Linked DNA regions of Macaca mulatta: region 2 is linked to region 1. A link is a contact called in public Hi-C data. All regions are on one chromosome and are shown on one strand. Each heading gives the region's core, a stretch centred on a gene start, on an enhancer-like site or on the middle of the called end of the contact. The rest is flanking DNA. Distances are from core to core; before and after follow the strand shown. Region 1 holds the start of IKZF5 (IKAROS family zinc finger 5). Region 2 holds the start of BUB3 (BUB3 mitotic checkpoint protein).

Region 1 (3,212 bases), core at 184-2,683:
TTTTCTTTGCTAAGTTATTAACCAACAATTATAAACAGTATTAAACAATAATCACTTACTATTTTTTTATTGTATTTCAGGCCTGTAAAACAAATAACATTAATTATCTCTAATGAGTAAAAAGGTAAGAGTTCTGCCTCTGGGCATAAGACTGGAGCAGCAGTTGGAAAGCCCAACTCATTAAAGCAAATGCAAAGGAAACACGAAAAGCACACGTAAGCAGTGGGAAAATTCCTAGTGAAGTGTACTGACAAACACAAGTGTATCCAAATGTGTATGTTCTGGAAAGCATGCTATATAATAGGTCCAAGGGGTGAAGAGCATAGGATGTTTAACACAGGGGCTGTTAAAGAACCAACAGTTTGTGTAGGTGCAGAGATCAGAATTAAGCACAAAAGGCTGGTTTCAGCTTAAGTTCATGGAAGAGGGACCGGCACAGGCTCCCCTGGGCCGCGGTGAGTCTATCCACGGAAGAAACCCAGGCTCCAGACATAAGATAAGGGGCAGAGGGAACTCTATCCCTGGCCGGGAAGCCCGAACAACTCCGAAGTCCCTTACTACCTTTGAGCGGGGCCGCGGAAGGAAGAACAGGGAGACACCCTGCTCAGAATGAGACTGGGCCTATATTTTAACAATCTTTTTTGGGGGGAGGGGGTGTGAAATGTAATCACTGGGGAAAAGGTGGGTTAGGGCATCAGGGAGGTAACACCTGTGCAAAATGTATCCAGAGATCCAGAGATCAAGACTCAGTTGCTCTCAGGACGCAACGGCCTGCAAAGGACATCTTGTTGACGCGACCCTCCGACTCCACTGAAGGCGCTTGCTCCGCCAAAGCAGCTTCTAGACAGCCCCGACCCCCTTGCCACTAGCTGCCGCCCCCAGAGGCCTGAAGGGGGTCGGGGTCGTGGGCTGCCCGCGGGTCAAGGGTCTGGGGAGATGGGCCCACGACGTGGAGAGGGGCTCAGGCTGGCGCCCCGAGGCCCGTTAGAAGGCTCTGCCAGCTGTCATGCCAGGGGCCAAGGTCGCCCTGGGCCCCCAGGACGCCAGCCTCGAACGCACTCACCAGCCTGCTGCCGCGCAGCAGCCGCACTGCCAGGCTTTCCATCGTCGCCGCAGGCCTCTCGGTTCAGCGCCTCTGGGTAACTAGTCAGCCTGTGGGAGCTACGCGAGCTAGGCCCCGCCCACTCAGTACCCGCCCCGCACACACCCCCCCTTAATCCCTGCCCACTGCTGCCTACGGAACCCCGAGAGAGACAAACAGGCCCCTCCTCGTTTTCGCCCTCCATCCTGTTCACGCGAGACTTGAGCAAGGCAGGGGGGCGGGAAGGGAGTCGGAGACACAACAAAGATGGCGGCGGCGACTGCGACGGTGACGAAGACGGCGGCGGCGGCGAAGGCGTTGAACAAGGCGGTGTGGTTTACTCGATGCAGTTGTCAGGAGGTAAGTAGCAGGCTGCCGGCTCGGACGGCGGCGACGCGGCGGGACAGGGCGGATAAGAAGGAGCGGCCGGAGGCGAGAGCTGGGTTCGCCGCGGGCCGGTTGATCCGGCGAGAGACTCAGTTCAGCGGAGGGTCGGGCGTGGTCGGTAGGCGGGCAGGTGATGGCCCGGGACCTCCTTAGCCGGAGTGCGGTGGACTGCGGCGCCTATGGCCACGAGAACCCTGAGGGAGCGGGGTCTCCTGCTGTCGGCGCCGTCGAGCAGGACGTCGGAGGCTCCGAGGTGGGGACTGCTGCTTGGCTCTGACAGGTGGTTCTGCGGGAGGCGTCCGGAGGTTTGCGTCTTCACGGGGTCCCAGGGGCGAAGGGAGTCAGGCGGGCGCGGGTCTCCTAGGTGTTTCGAATCCTGGCGAGGATGTCGCTCCGAATCCTGGTGAGGCTGCCGCCCCGACGCCGGTCCCAGGCTGCTCGTTGGGAGAAGGACGTTTAAAGCCTTCGTATTTTATCTAATGATCCTGCCCGGATCCGTCTCTACTGCATGGGCACCCTTATTTTAGGAACATGTGAGATTTGAGAAAGACATTGTAGCAAATAACTATTCGGGTTCATTCGGGGTTTAGATCTCTGGATAAACTGTGTGGAGTGCGAGTAGCCAAGCCTAGCATGCTCGATTACTGGATCTGAAGCTAAAAGAGTTCTAGCAAACACTAACCACGTGGCCTACTTCAAGTCCCCCTGATGTGCTCTTCAGAACCCGAAAGAGATGTGACAAGCGGGAGAAGAAATAAAGGCGTCTTAAATTATGTGATATGAGGAAATTCAGTTTTGAAAGAATAGAACTTATTTAAAACTACTTAAACGTCGGAACTAACAATTTCAAAAATTCAATTTAATTTTTATTTATGTCATGTTGTCACAACAGCTAGAGGTTATTATTATTGATGAGAGTTCGTTACAGTGAATTGAAATGTCTAGTGTTATTTTCCCCTAGCGGTCTAGGATGTTTCCCAGAAAACCGTAACTGTTTTGTGTTGTGATAGGATAAAAAGGATGGGATTCAGATATGCTCTTATCGGATGTGCATGTTTTTTTTGTTTTTTTTTAAAGCCCTTTCCCATTTCCCTACTTAGGACTAGTGCATTGTTTTTATGCAACTATAGCTGTTCAGCAGTCCTAGGCTTGACCGTTTTAGAAGTGTACTGTGACTAAATGAAGTTAATTTTAATTTCGTTAAACTGAAGTTTAACTTAAATTTAGACATTAAAAATCTTGCCAAAAACGAATCCACCAGTGAGAAAACGATAGTCACACCAGTTATTCTTTGGTGATCCTATGGAGTTTTTGCTGAAGTGAAGCTACTGCTTTGTTCTTTGATTATCTGTCAGTTCGTTTTCTTTTCAGCTAATGTAATGATAAGATTGGCATAAGTTATTAGCTCATTCAACCTGTAGATGCTAATTGCGTTCTTATCTTAAAGGTTTTGATTTATGGTGTGCTCTTTGTTTGTTTTTTATGCAGACCTCTGTATGGCTTTTCAATTTTAGTTGAAATTCTCTCTCCATGGCCTTTTGGAGTCGCTTGCTGTATCTCCAGAGTAAATTTCAATTACTCTACATTTCATCAATGTTGGAGTGGCAAGAAAAAGGAGGAACTGATTTGGGGTGAAAAGGTTAGATTGTATAATTTCTCTTCTGATTTCTTTCAGCATGGTTTTACTTATATTTTATTTTTATGTTTTGATTTCTGATTTCTCAGAGCCTCATAATTTCCTTTT
Region 2 (3,212 bases), core at 355-2,854, 140 kb before region 1:
ATGTATGTAAACACTGACAATGGTGACCACAACTGGCTTTCCTGCAAAAAAAATATATGCATAATGTTCTGTAATCAGTAACTCAATGGTTATCATTTAAACAAAAAAATCCTAAATTCAAGCTACCTGTACTTAAGCAACTTGGTAACTAAGCAATTTAGGAACTACTCTTCCTACACATTTATACTTTAGGACACCAGTCAAGAAAACAAACTGGTAAAGATATTGTCACATTACCTTGATCAGTGTTCAAATCATGCATTTTCAATTGATGATCTAGTCCTCCACTCCAGGCATGCGTTGGATCCTATAAAACAGTTTTGAACCATTTAAAAACTAGAACTTTTGAAAGGGTTTCAACGTTCTTATTTCTACAAGCAAGTGTTCAGTTTATGCTGAGGATATGCACTGGGCTCAACTATTCATGGCAAACAAACCAAAAAACAGCACAAAAAAGCAAGTGGTCACTAAACTCCTGTGTCAGGAAATTAAAGGAGGGCTGCTTTATTCTAGCCAACACGCTAGCTGAGGGTAAACATACATTTCCCCTAAACGGTTTCGTTCAGTACGGCAGCCAAAACAGTATTGTTGCAAATATAATGATCATTTATGTTCAGAAAGTTTACAGAGTTACTCCACAAGCCTTTAATGGAAAGGGGAAACGGAGTTTCCAATGTCTGCATATCCCCAAACCTAAAACGGTACCGGTTGAAGGCAGGTGCTCCTGAAAAGCTAAAGAACTAACTGTCTAAACAACCCCACCGACAGACGCCTCTACCCAGCCCTGGAAAAGAAACGCTCCTAACGTGGAGAATCGTAACACAGGAAGAGGGCCGGAGCGGGGCGGGAGGGCACCTACGTAGAAGGCGCAGTCCAGGACAGCGCCGGTGTGCTGGTACTTGAGCCGCATGGAGTTGGCCGGCACATCGTAGAGGCGCACGGACGTGTCCCAGGAGGAGACAAGCAGGAACTGGGAGGTGTTGGGGCTGAACTTCACCGAAGAGATGCCATCCTCGGGTGGCTGGTTTAGCTTGAACTCGTTAGAACCGGTCATCTGCAGAACAGGGGCCCAGTCAGAGTCCCCAAGGGTCCCGCGGGCTGGGGCTGCGCACGGATAGCCTGGCGGTGGGGAACCCCAGAGGGAGGGGCCGAGACGACGACCGCGAGGAGTCTCTGCGCCTGCGCCGAGCACTAGCCCGCCAAGGTCGGAACTCGTCCCCTCATCCGGCCCTCGCCGCGCCCAAACCGGCCCGGCAGGCACCGCAGTCCCCCTAAACCCAGCCCGGCCTGCAGCGATGCCCGGACCCGAGACCGTTCCCTTTCCCTTCTCCCGGGTCCCGTCGGCCCGGACACTCCTAAAAATATAAGGGAAAACAATAGAAATGAAACGGGATCCCCTGCGAACGGAACGGCCCTGCCAGTTGCAGACCCGGGAAGTCCCTGGAGAGTCCGCTCCCGCACACGGTCGCCTCGCCTCCCTACCTTGGGCTCCCCTCAGAAACAACGTTTCCACTACTCGCCGCTCGCTACCACCGCCGCCGCCGCCTCCTTGCTTCCCTCAGAGCACTCGCAGGCTAGGCGAAGGAGGCGCAGAGGAAGCTCCAGCGTAGACCTGCCATTGGCTGATTTCAAACGCCAACGACTCAGTCTAGGCGGCCGATTGGTCCGCTCAGCTGCCCAGCATCGGTCAACCCAGTCATCCTGTTCCGGCTCAAAGGGAAACCGCTGCTTTTCCGATCACGTGGGCTCATTTTACCACTTCGCCGAGGCAACGGCGTTCGAGCTGGACGCGTGGAAACTACAACTCCCAAGGACCATCGCGCCAAGGCTCTGTTCACGCCCTCTCCTGCCCGCGTATGGCATTCTGGGAAATGTAGTTTTCGTGGGGGGGGGGCTGACGCTCTGCCCGCCCTCTGCATAGAAAGCGGGAAAGATCTTTACAGCTCTGTCTGTGGCGCCCTCCCCTTTAAGTTAGTCTCTGAAACACAAGAATCCCATTTTGGTCAATAATTCCATAGTGCTAAAGTTTTCTCCCTATCCCTGGATGTGCACACGCCTGTGAAGCTAACGAAAAGTTGATGTAGAGAAGAAAATATTTGCTCTACTCAATTAACTGCATTATTTTGCCTTGATTTTTTTTTCTCATTTCTTTGGAGTTTCCACCTATAAACCAGCGTCTCTCATTTCCCATTGTCTCAAGTTCTACTGAAGAAACCCGTTCATATTTATATTATGCTTTATCTCTCCACCCCATCTTTCCACAAACATTTATTGAGCCTCCGCTGGTGCCAGGCCTGGTGAGAGGCTCTGGAAAGATGCATGTAAACAGACCAGCCTTTGCCCTGGAGGAACCCCCCTTCAGAAGGGTGAACAGCCTGGGAGACGGTACTCTGCAATGTGTTAAAGCTCCCACAGCTTCTTTTAGAGCTGCTTATTGAAGGATCCTAAAACAACAGCTACAAGCCTATCCCCTTCCACTCTGTCCTGCCACTCCCCAAAGTTGCAGGCTCAGTGTGCTCCATTTACTGTTTTCTAGAATCCTCTAGAAATGAGAATCAAGAAGGTTGCTTGAGTAATGAGAAATTATTTTATCTCCATGAAAGAAAAGCAGTACTTAATCAGTAGAATGAAGTGACTGAGTGATTCTTGAATGTCAAAGGTTCACTGAAAAATTTCGATTTAATCGATGCTTTAACTGCTTTTTCACTGCCTTTTGTAAAAGAAAAATATATATTGTTTTATTTGATTTTGTACGAAGTGAGAGAAAATTGTTGGGGTTAAAGTGATTAACTTTTAAGGGACATAAATGAGAAAGTGTTGATGATCTTTATGCATTCACACACCCTGAACTGGATGCACATCTTTGTATGATTCCTGACACAATAAACACGCAACAGCAACCTTTCTGCCTACTGCATTGATGATATTACTGCTGAAAGACTCTTGCCCTCCTTCCTTGCCAGTCTGGTACTTGGTTCTCTATCTCTTCTCTTTCCACAAGTTAATGGCTGAATTCAAAATTTTAAAATGCAGTTCCTTACTTCCATTCTAACTTTAGCTAAATAATTTTACCTCCTGACTTATCTGGTTCCTTCTCCCAGTTGTTTATTTAATTATATTATTGTTCCAAGATTCTGAGCATGAATTACCCACTAATAAAATCTAAGTGTATTTCATTATCCAGTGTGTGTATGATTCAGGTCCCTCTGGGC

The links. A called contact is a pair of places that touch in the nucleus more often than the background predicts.
Region 2: a contact with region 1 is called in a Hi-C map of cortical neurons, with 3 times the contacts expected there. The contact joins the promoter of BUB3 here to the promoter of IKZF5 in region 1. A contact is called at or near these places in 2 of 14 Hi-C or Micro-C datasets (CD4 T cells and cortical neurons).

The regions. Positions count from the first base shown.
Region 1 is chr9:135,063,958-135,067,169 of T2T-MMU8v2.0, reverse strand. IKZF5 (IKAROS family zinc finger 5) reads left to right here and starts at 1,433. Exons shown (of 5, transcript NM_001261672.1): 1 at 1,433-1,441; 2 at 2,957-3,107. It overlaps ACADSB (acyl-CoA dehydrogenase short/branched chain), which reads right to left and starts at 1,205. Exons shown (of 11, transcript NM_001261772.1): 1 at 1,064-1,205. The coding sequence starts at 1,105.
Region 2 is chr9:135,203,600-135,206,811 of T2T-MMU8v2.0, reverse strand. It overlaps BUB3 (BUB3 mitotic checkpoint protein), which reads right to left and starts at 1,604. Exons shown (of 8, transcript NM_001266253.1): 1 at 1,483-1,604; 2 at 860-1,054; 3 at 238-307. The coding sequence starts at 1,054.